Linked DNA regions of Rattus norvegicus: region 1 is linked to region 2. The links are chromatin contacts, called in public Hi-C maps. All regions are on one chromosome and are shown on one strand. The core of a region is the stretch at or near the end of the contact, and the rest is flanking DNA. Distances in the headings are between cores, read along the strand shown. Region 1 holds the start of Tatdn2 (TatD DNase domain containing 2). Region 2 overlaps Irak2 (interleukin-1 receptor-associated kinase 2).

Region 1 (5,207 bases), core at 1,337-3,836, 53 kb after region 2:
CACTATAGTGACAAAATAAAAATGTTTGTTATCTAGCAGATGTCTTATAATTACTTTTGTGTCTGGGTGAATTTGTATACTGAACGTGTTTGACTCAAGGACTCTTGCTTTTGCTTTTATTTCTATATTTATTGTTTATACAATGTGTGTGTGTCCATTTATGCCTGTGAATGGGGTGTGCACACAACCAGGTGCTTATGGAGCTCAGGAGATGATTTGGGTTTCCAATCCTTCCACGAGGTTATTTATTTATTTATTTATTTATTTATTTATTTATTTTGCTGTTACACAAGGCTAGCTGGCCCGTCTCTGTCTGTTTGGAAGTGTTTAGATTGTATATATACCCTTGCTGTACAGCCAGCTTTTATGTGGGCCCTGGTATTTGAACTTAAGACTTCATGGTTGTGGCAGTTGATTTAGGACATTGTCAGTTTAGGGAGGGTTTTATCAGCAGTGTCACCACTGCGGAGGGGTGAGGCACTTTGTATAACCCTTCAAGGATATTAAAGTTGCTTCCATTTTTACTGTTACAATAGTGATGGTTTCTAGGTGGTGGTGGCAGCACACCTGCTTCTAATCCCAGCACTTGGGAGGCAGAGGCAGTCCGATTTCTATGAGTTTGAGACCAGCTTGGTCTGCAAAACTAGTTCCAGGACAGCCAAGGCTACACAGAGTCTGTCTTGAAAAAATCAAATCAAACCAAAACAACCATCCCTCCACCTACCCACCCCCCAAAAAAACCAAAAAGAAAATAAAAACCCCACAAATAGAGTTGGCTTCTGGGATGGTTAATCTTCACTGTCAACTTGGGTTAACAACCGCCTAGGAGCTAGATATGCTCTGGTTGTGACTATGAGGGAGTTTACAGGGAAGATTAACAGAGGACAGAAGACTCTTTCTGAGTATGGGAGGTGCTTATTCCATGGGCTGGGCTCCTGCATTGAATAATTAAAAAAAAAAAGAAAAAGAAAAAAGCCAGCTGCGTTTGGAGAGCCTTTTGTTCTTGTCACCATAGCCATCAGCCCATGAGCTCTCTGAGAATGATGGGTTTACTCTTAAGTAGTGTGACATACTCTTCCCCTTTACTTTTTTGGTTGTGGGTGGGGCGTTTTATGTACCACAAGCTGGCCTGGAATTCCTGATCCTCCCCTCCGATACCTTCAGAGGGCCGGGATATCAAACAGGCTTGTGTGACACCTGGTTTATTTGGTGATAAGGATCAGAAACTTGCTTCTCCTCTAAGTGCTCTAAGTGCTGCAATCATTACCTTTTCTGGGGTTGGTGTGGGAAGGTTTGAAACAGGGTCTCAAGTAGTTTGGAGGTGACCTTAAACTCTGGATCCGGGGGTTGGGGATTTAGCTCAATGGTAGAGCGCTTGCCTAGGAAGCGCAAGGCCCTGGGTTCGGTCCCCAGCTCCGGGGGGGGGGGGGGGGGGGGAACAAAAAAAAAAACTCTGGATCCTCTGGCCTATGCCTGCCTAGATGTGGGATTACAAGTTGGTATTACTTTTTATTTCTAGAAGTAGTCTCACTCGGAAGCCTAGGTTGATCTGGAACTCAAGCTATCCCAAATTGGCTTCCAACTCATAGCAGTTCCCCAGCCTCAGCTACCCAAATGGAATTATAGATGTGAGCCACCATGGCTCCTTCATGCTCCTCCCTGATCCCCAAACCCCATTAACATTTTTTTTTCGTTGTAGGCAGGGTCTAAAATGTCTAGGCTGGACTTGAATTTGACAATTCTTCTGCCTCTTCTTCCTGAGCAGTTGGCTTTACAGGTCTATCCAGCAGGACTGGTTCTGGGGTGTGTGTGTGCGCGCGCGCGCGTGCGTGTGTGTGTGTGTGTGTGTGTGTGTGTGTGTGTGTGTGTGTGTGTGTGTGTGTGTGATGGCTCGTGACTTCTAACCCCAATTTCGTCACTTTCTGGGTGTGTCACTTGGTTTTTTTACAGAACCAGTTTCCTGTATTGTAAAAAAAAAAAAAAAAAAAAAAAAAAAGGTGACAAGGCCTGGCACGCGCGTCCGGTACCAAGGGCCCACCCAATGGCCCTGCAGCAGTGTTTTCGGCTCCCCGGCGTCCCCAGCAGGCCCTTCGCGCTGCTCTAGGGCCACGTGAGAAGCACCGCCCCACATCGCTCCTAACCAACTAGTGAGCTTCGTGAGGCGTAGGGGCACGCCCCAGAACGTTGGACCAACAGGCGCGCTGCGTCTTGTCCTGAGTTACGCCCCTCTCCCTTTGGAGCAATAGGCGCTGTCCCTGGCTCTGGCTCCGCCCCTGCCGCACGCCGGCCCCAAGGCAGGTTCAGCGGAGCTTACGCTGAGGCTGCGGAGTAGGCGGCGGGGCGAGGCCTTGGGTGAGGGCGCGGTGAGGCGCTGGGCCGGGTCAGCTGGACTAGCTGAGGTGACTTCCGGCGCGCGGCTCCGGAGGCCAGTGGCTCCCTCAGGCCCGGGGCGGGACGGGGCGGCGGGAGCCGAGCGGCCACCCCGCCCGCGGCCCGCCCTTGGCGTCCGGGGCCTGCGGGCGCGTGCAGCCCAAAGGGCGGCTTCGCACGCGCTCGGCCCCCCGCGAGGGGCTTCGGAAGGTTGCCCGCTGCTCCGGAAGCGCCTCGGCGTCTCGGGAGTGGCGCGGTGTTGACAGCTGCGCTTGCCGACTTCGGCTGCGCGTCGTTCGGGTTCGGCGCTCGGCCCGTGGGCGCTTCTCGGAGCGGTGTGGCGTCCCTGAAGCCCGCAGCACTGGGATGGGCAGACGACAGGAACGGGAAAGGTCAGTGGGGCCGATCCTCGCCATTGCCCTAGCGGCTTCCTGGTGGTGCGAGGTGAGCAGCCGCGAAGGCTGCTGCTACAATCCTTGTCCCTCTGTTCCTGGCAGGTGCCCATGGCGTCGGAACGGCGCAAGGTCAAGTATCACTGGGGCAGCACGTCGGAAGGGTGTCCCAGCAAGCGCAGCCGCCCCCGGGAGCCCCGCAATGTGGCCCCCTCCAGCCGGCCAGGTCGCAGGTTTGCGTCGCGTCCTCGAGGGGCCAGCAGCCCCCAGCGTCTGAAAGTCCGGCGCGGGGACGATGTGGCCCGCGCGCCTCGGAGCTCAGCCCGTCGCCGCACCTCCTCTTCCTCTTCGTTGTCCTCTCTTTCTTCGGGCTCAGGTGCGGGTGGGGCCGCATCCCCTGGCTTCCTGTCTGCGAGCCCTCGCAGATTACTTACGTCCAAAGGATCCTCTCTGCACCCTGCCCACTCCTCCCTAGAAGAAATGGCTTCTCTGCGGAAGGAAGCTTGTAGCGTGAAGGTACGTGGCAGCGACGTCTGGCAAACGGTGAAGTCCCTTGCACGTGGCTATGAGGGGTGTCGAGAAGAAATTTGGTGGGAGAATAAAAATGAGACCCTTTTTGCATAGGGCCTGGGGGCGTGGGGGAGGGGCTCAGGGTTGGAGCTCAGTGTAGAGGGAGTTTTCAAACTTGGTGGCATTTGGAACTACTAGGAAAGCTTGACAATGGTCGTGGCCTGCCATCCCAGAGTGATTAAAGATGTCTTCTTGGAGGGATCTCTGCAACCTTCGGGTGATTGTAAATGAACAGCGGGACTGGAGGGTCACCACAATGGAATGTGGAATAATCCCCAGGAAAGAGGATGTAGATTTTGGTCAGTTTAAAGAAATTGCCTTTGGGGCTGGAGAGAAAGCATATACAGCTCTTGAAGGAGGACCCAAGTTCTGAGAGCCCAGGTCGTATGTATGGTTCATAATCAGTAATTCCAGCTCCCAGCAATCCCATTCCTTTGGCCTCCATGGGTTATTTACATGAGCATTTACCCACATACATATACTTAGTTAAAAGTAAAATTAAATTGGAACTACTCTGAATCTGCGCAGCTAAGGAATTCAACTCTTAGTGTGGCTTTTCACCAAAGTTGTGGATTCCTGCATGATGACATTCTCTTCGGGTGGTTTGGTTAATAGGGTTTTGGATTTTTGAGACATGGTCTCTCTGTACACCAAGCTGTCCTGAAACCCACAGATCCCTGCCTGGTTTAAAGGCATATGCCATCCCTAGCTAGGGTGGTTTTTTTAGTTTATTAATAGTTACCTTTGGAGATCAAGTCTAGTTCCCCAGTGGAAGCACCCAGTGGGGTTTGTAAGTTCTTGGAGCAGGTTGAGGAGTGCTTCTAAGAGTGGACCCATTTCAGGTTTTGAGTAGATTTACTGAGGCCTGCTTTGTGCCATGCAGTGTTCTAGGAGTGTGAGATTCTAAAGTAACTGTAAAACAAAGGTCCCTACTCCTTTACTGATAATACAATGTAGATTTTGGACCTCTGGTAGTCAGGCATTGTGTATGTAGAAAAGTGTTTAGAGACAGTCTTATTTTGGGGGAAGATAGGCTGCCCCTAGGGAAAGCAACAAAGGTAGTCTGTAAGGAGAGAGTTTAAAACCTTTCCTGATGGTTTCTTTTCTAGAAGGACTCATCTAGTCTAGGTTTGTATGTAGCCAAGAATGACCTTGAACTCCCAGTCCTCCAGTCTGGACCTCCAGTGTTGGAGGTACAGGCCTGTGTCACTATGCTTGACTTTTTTGGTGGTTTCATAAATGAAGCTGTGTCTTGGCTGCTTAACTGGACTGCTCTTTGGCTAAGTGTTTTTCTTTTTCTAAGGTTTATTAATTTTCATTTCATGTACGTTGGTCTTTTGCCTGAATGTGTGAGTGTGTCAGGTTGCCTGGAACTGGAGTTACAACAGACAATTGGGAGCTGCTGTTGATGCTGGGGATTGAACTTGGGTTCTCTGAAAGAGCCACACTAGTGCTTATAACTGCTCTCTCCCAACCCCAAGTGTTTGTTTGCTAATCACATGCTCTGCAGCTGAGTTTCACCTTCAGCCCATGCCCCATGCTTTCTCAATAATAAACTTTATGGCCTGAGGTCTGGAGGGAAAGAATTTTTCTAAGTTCACAGATAACGGCGAATTGCAAAGTGGTCTTTGGCAGAACAGTACTGACTGTAGCTCAGATGTAAGTCAGGTCATACAACTTAATCTTGTTACTAGTTCATCCACGTGGGTTTTGGACAGTACCACTGTTAGATGATGGCATTTTGACACAATGTCAGGGATAGGAACTTTCAATCTCAGGCTCTGCTGCTGCTTGCCAGTTAATTGAGGGTATGGCCTCCAATCTGAGTCTAATCCTAGCCAGGTTCTGTCTTTCATGAAGGCCACTGGGGTCTCC
Region 2 (5,661 bases), core at 534-3,033:
CATCCTCCCTGCCTCTACCTTACTGGCTTCCTTTGGACCTGGTCTTTGCCTATGATCCAACCTTAGGTGGCTGCATTTTCTCAGCCCAGAGGCTGCTGTGAGGCCAAGGCTAGCCCTCCCTGTGCAGCTGGCAACTGGTCTCAGGACTCTGGTTTTCCTGGCCCCCAAAGGAGGGAGAATGTGGATTGTCCTTCTATTCCGAAGTCTAGGCTGCTGAGTCAGTCTAGCAAAAGTGATCTTGTGCTGTGGTCCTGGGAGAGACTGTGTGGGAGTGTGGGAAAATCTAACACGGTTTAGAAAACCCACAGCCACAACTGTGCACACTCCTTTGGATCAGTTGGTAGACATCTGCCTTTGATTGATTCTCTGTGGTCAGAGCTGCGCTCAGTTGCTCTTGGGGAGAAGACTTGTAGTATCTGTCTGAGTCTGTGTAAAATGGGGTTCCTAAGTGTCATCTACCTGGGAGTGTGCACAGGGACCCCTGCAGGAGCCCCTTAACTGCACCTCTCTCCTTGCTCACTGCGCATTTCAGCCTTTGTGTACTGCCTAGCTGTGTGACCTCATGCAAGTGACTGTGTCTCTGAGCCATTCATCTGTTAAGAGGCTGAAGGAATACAGAGCTTTCCCTTGCCCTACCAGGATGACTTTGGCCAGTCAGGAGAGGGGCAGATGACACTGGGGAGGGTCATTTCAGGAGGGTGGGCTGCCCCTGTTCTGGAGGACTTTAAAGATGGGTAAGCTTGGGGCTGGGGATTTAGCTCAGTGGTAGAGCGCTTACCTAGGAAGCGCAAGGCCCTGGGTTCGGTCCCCAGCTCCGAAAAAAAGAACCAAAAAAAAAAAAAAAAAAGATGGGTAAGCTTTCCCCAGGATTCAGGAATCAACATGAAATAATGGTTTCTCTGTGAGTATAACACATTGCCAAATGCTATTTCAAATCTCCCAGAATAGTGAGTTCATCGTATCCATGGAGTCACCCATGAGGTCTAAGAGGAAACGGAGGCTCTGGGAAAGGTGATAGGCCTTTGCTAAATGCACAGCAAATTCTGGGGGGATTTGAACCAGGGCTGCTCACTCACATGCTGTGTCTGTCAGCTTTCAGGCACTGTGACTAACACCCTAGGGAATCAATAGCCTTAGAAAGAAGAAAGCACATTTTGGGAGATTTTAGCATGTAGTCTCTTGATTCTGCGTTGCACCTGTGGCAATGTCTCATGACAAAGCCTCTTTATGGAAGGGGCTGGGCTCCCATAAGCCCACTGAGAGCACATCTCTGAGTACTGGGGAGACTCCCTCTGGGTCTCATCTCTTAAAGTTCCTACCTCTCCAGGTACTAAACGGGACCAAGCCTTTAGCATAGGGCCTTTTGTGGGACACCAGACCTGAAGAGTAGCATTCCCACACATGGGAAAGTCTGGAAGATTGAGTTGCCTGAAAGCAACCAGTAGGGTTCCTCGAGTCTATTAGGTAGGGCTTTGATTTTCTCTCTTCCATAATGACCAGATTAATAAGAGTTATGGCCTAGTGGGGGCCCTTGTCAGTGACTGGATCCTTCCTCCCTCCATCTCTGCTTGTCCTACCCCTGGGTGCAGTGCTAATGGATCAGTACCTTAAGAGATACCGGCTTCAACTAAACTGTCCCTTTTCAAAGGCACACTGGAGTTCACTTCCTGTTTCTCTTGGGAGGAAATTGAAATTCACAGAGGCTCTAAGCTCTGGCTGGTGCCCTGGCTGTAGGAGCCCCACTATTGCCAGTGTCCTTACTGGGCTAGCTTTGGTATGACGTCACACGTTCCTCTTTGCTCCTTGTGAACAGTTGGAAGGGGACTCTGAGCCTGCTTAAATCACTTCCTGCTGGCTAGGAATCTGATGTGGAGTTTCCAGTGACTAAAACTGAAACTCTGGAACTTTCCATTCCTACAGGGCACTTCTGGCGACTCTCTCTGAGGGAGAATGATATGGTCCTTCCTCATTTATCCAGAGGGGACTGACAGTGTATGGACTGTTGTGTTTATCTGGGCTCTGATGGCTTCCGTAGTCCTACAGAGTTCTTAGCTCTTCCTGTTCCCGGCTCTGTCCTCCCAAGCTCATACTCCAAACAGAAAAGCTCCGTGGAGCTTTGGAGTTAGCAGTTTACTCTAGAGCTCATCCTGGTCTGGTGTTTAATGCTTAATGGCATTTTTCTTTGGTGGTGCTGGGACTCGAACCCAGACCCTCATGCACGGGAGGCAAGCGCTACACCAGCAGAGTACACTCATAGTCCCCAGCCACCTGACTCTGTGTTCACATACATTCCTGTTCTGTGATTTTTCTTTTTTAACTCCTCATTTTTGTTCAGTTTTGTTTGGCTGTCCTGGGGACGGGGCTGAGGGTCTCCCGCACGCACTGGCTGCTGTTCCTTCTTCATGCCGCCTTGAAGTCTCTCTCTCTCTCTCATGCTTTCCTATGTCAATAAACTAAGTGGCAAGGCTGGTCGTGGTGGGTCATGCATTTAATTCTAGCACTTGAGCTAGGAGAAGGCAGATTCCTGAGAGTTCAAGGCCAGCTTGTTCTATAGAGTGAGACCCTATCTCAAAACAAACAAACAAACAAACAAACCCAATCAGTGGGATACTATGTAACAACTAAAAAATGCCATTTAAGAGCTGGGAGTGTGGCTCAGTGGTTTAGCATGCATGAGGCCCTAGTTTTGAGCCCTAGTTCTTCAAAACACAAAAGTTCATTCACTCAAACTGACAAATTCCTTATGGGTTAGACAGCAAAGCTCAGAGTGAGGTTATACAGGATGAGTCTCTGGGTTCAGTACCCAGCACCATGCCAATAAAAACAATAATAAAATTAATGTTTTTTGATAAAAAAAAAATTAAGACAGGGTCTTACTATGTAGTCCAAGTTGGCCTGGAACTCACTATGTAGACCAGGGTGGCCTCAAATTCACTGAAGACCTCTTGCCTCTGCTTCCAGGGCGTTAGTATTAAAGGCATTCACCATCAAGCTTGGCAAACAGTAATGCAACTACAAAGTAGCCATTTATGAGGCGCCTGGATCAACTGGGAGAAGCTTGAACTACAGCATTAATAAATAGAAGAGGCCTTAACTATTGTCCATCAAATTCTGTGTAAAGCCAGCACCTGGGATTGGGGATTTAGCTCAGCGGTAGAGCGCTTGCCTAGCAAGTGCAAGGCCCTGGGTTCGGTCCCCAGCTCCGGAAAAAAAAGAAAAAAAGAAAAGAAAAGAAAAGAAAAAGCCAGCACCCGTGTGAAGGACTAGAGGACTTAGCTTGGTGGAGTTGGCCTGGGAGGGTGGGATACAGTGTGTCTTTTCCATCTATTTTATACCAAAAAATAAGAATATTGGAGGCTGCTCTGGACTGCACAGCAAGACCTTGTATCAAAAACAAGGTAAGAGAAGGGGAGCGTAGTATTATTGCCAACATAGTTCCTTGCAGTTCTTCCCCGAGCTTCAGAGTTAGCATGGCGCCAACCCCGTGGGCCGTCTTGGTTCCTGTGACAGTTCTACCATTTGTCACTCATCGATCATAGACATGCTAGTTTTTCCGACCAGGGTTGAGACTTAGTGAGCCAGGGGCTCAGGGAACAACATCTGGGGACACTTGTTGGGGTCCTGCAAGAACAGGGAGGGCATCCCTAAGGCTTAGGGCTTCCCTACCTTGCTGCCCTCCACTCCTCTGCATCCTACCCTGCTGCCCTGAGCCAGCCAGTTTCTCCATTTGAGAGGCAGCAGTGATGGGGACACTTGCTGGGGTCCTGCTCCCCACCGAGGCTTATGCTGGGGAAGAGACCATTCCAGGCAAAAAAACTACAGAGGTTCATGGCTCCCAAACTCCTAAGATCTTCATCCTTCTGGGATGTAGTAGCCACGTTGACAGGGAGGAACAGTGACTCTCCCTTGAGGCAGTGCCTCCAGCTCTAAGCGGAATCCTCTCTTGCCTTCCAGCTTCCTATGTGATCACAGACCTGACACAGCTGAGGAAGATCAAGTCCATGGAGAGGGTTCAGGGGGTGAGCATCACCCGGGAGCTGCTGTGGTGGTGGTCCATGCGGCAGGCCACTGTCCAGCAGCTGGTGGACCTCCTGTGTCACCTGGAACTCTACCGAGCTGCCCAGATTGTCCTGAGCTGTGAGTAACCATCTGTCCCCAGGGGAGTCTCTCAGCGAGGGCTGTGTGTCTGAAAAGACATTATCGATCTTTTGTCAGTACAGTGGGTGGAACTGAGTGGGCCCAGGTGAACTGTCTGCCACTGGGTTTCACCTCAATGCTAGGACCCTTCTTTTTTCCCAGGTTAAAGCTCACACACCGAGTCATTTATTTCCCAGATATAACAGGCCTACTATGTGTTATACTTGGCCCTGGGTTTATCAGGAGAAACACTGACTAGCCACGGATCTAAAAACTTTCATTTGAAATTTAAAAAATATTGGAGGCCAGGGAGTAAGGGCACATGTCGCTGAGGCCTCGTGACCCAAGCTGGATCTCTGGGTCCCGCAGGGTGGAAGGAGAGATGCCACAAAGTTGACCTCTGACCTCTGCACATGTGCTGCGGCAGTTGTACCTCTCCGCACAAACACGCAAATTTTAAAAACAAAAATACTGGGGAGACGCTTAGGAGACAGTAAGCAGCAGGAAAGAAGGGAGAATAAATGGATGGAGAGATAAAAGTTATGGGGTAGGAAAGCCTCCAAGGACTGTGGTCAGGGACGGCTGGTCCAGGAGAACATCCTGGAAGGGGGGCTGGGGACGCAGCTCAAGAGAGAGCACTACGTAGCATGTGTAGACCCTGACTTCCAACTCCAGTTCTACAGAAAAGAAACATGGAGTACCTGAGACGTGTGAAGACCCCATGTGGGCTCTGAGGTTGACCCATGTGGGGATGGGAATGGCTGCCTTCTTTGCCAGCAGACCCAGGGTGCGAACTTGCCTGGATGACCCTACACTTTCTTTTAGAGCGAGGATAGGGATTCAAGAGCCCCAGCCTCAGAGCTGCTGCACACATGGGCTTTTGGGGCTACCCTGGGACTATGTCTACTCTTCAGCCACCAGGTAACTAGGACTTACTGTGCGTGGGAACCTATGGTTAACATACAACAGCTTTCCCTTTTGGGGCTTAAATAGGAGGCGCCTGTTCCAAGCAGGCCTGCTTCTGCGTTCCCAGAAATTGTCTCACAAACCAAACCTCTACCTGGTGGCCATGGCTTTCCCCTGGCTTCTGTCTCTGTTCTCTGTACTTGACTTCCCAGTCTCATTCCAGTCTCCTTCCAGGTCCTTCCCTCAGACTGGACAGGGCTCACAACTCTTTAGAACTGGCTGGAACTGATCCTGTCCTGTTCTGAGATGTGCAGATCACTATTCCTCATCCCCATTCCCTGAGGGCCAGTCAGAGAGGCCTTGGACAAGATATGGCTGAGTGAGTTCAAGCATGACCTGGGAGAATTTCCTTTCAAAGGCTCAGACCCTCCCATTGTCCTGCAAAGGGGTCAGCCTGGATGCCGAGCAGAGCCCTCTCTGGGAGTCTTGGAGCCTGGGGTCCCTGTGACCACTGGAACCAGGAGGCATTTCATTTGATCATTGTGACCAACCCCCCCAAGGATTGTGACCTCAATTTTGGTTTCTCTGTCTTCTTAGAAATCTGAAATGTGGCAGATG

What was found. Hi-C and Micro-C count contacts between places; a contact is called where the count stands out from the background.
Region 1: a Hi-C map of prefrontal cortex shows a contact between it and region 2, with 4 times the contacts expected there. The contact joins the promoter of Tatdn2 here to the enhancer-like site in region 2. A contact is called at or near these places in 11 of 12 Hi-C or Micro-C datasets (the A7r5 cell line, the Rat2 cell line, Schwann cells and 6 more).

Annotation. Positions count from the first base shown.
Region 1 is chr4:148,398,174-148,403,380 of GRCr8, forward strand. It overlaps Tatdn2 (TatD DNase domain containing 2), which reads left to right and starts at 2,587. Exons shown (of 8, transcript NM_001109252.1): 1 at 2,587-2,762; 2 at 2,868-3,278. The coding sequence starts at 2,874. It overlaps Irak2 (interleukin-1 receptor-associated kinase 2), which reads left to right. Exons shown (of 13, transcript NM_001025422.1): 13 at 1-38.
Region 2 is chr4:148,345,833-148,351,493 of GRCr8, forward strand. It overlaps Irak2 (interleukin-1 receptor-associated kinase 2), which reads left to right. Exons shown (of 13, transcript NM_001025422.1): 2 at 3,955-4,137. It overlaps LOC120102364 (a long non-coding RNA gene), which reads right to left. Exons shown (of 3, transcript XR_005503822.2): 1 at 4,839-5,661; 2 at 3,975-4,186. Among named protein-coding and RNA genes, the nearest start is that of Irak2, 6.9 kb to the left of the region's middle. Within about 2 kb of position 1,784, at least 45 of the 93 cell types and tissues checked have an H3K27ac peak or open chromatin away from gene starts, as enhancers often do. A contact at or near this core is called in Schwann cells, kidney, liver and 1 more, where this site is marked.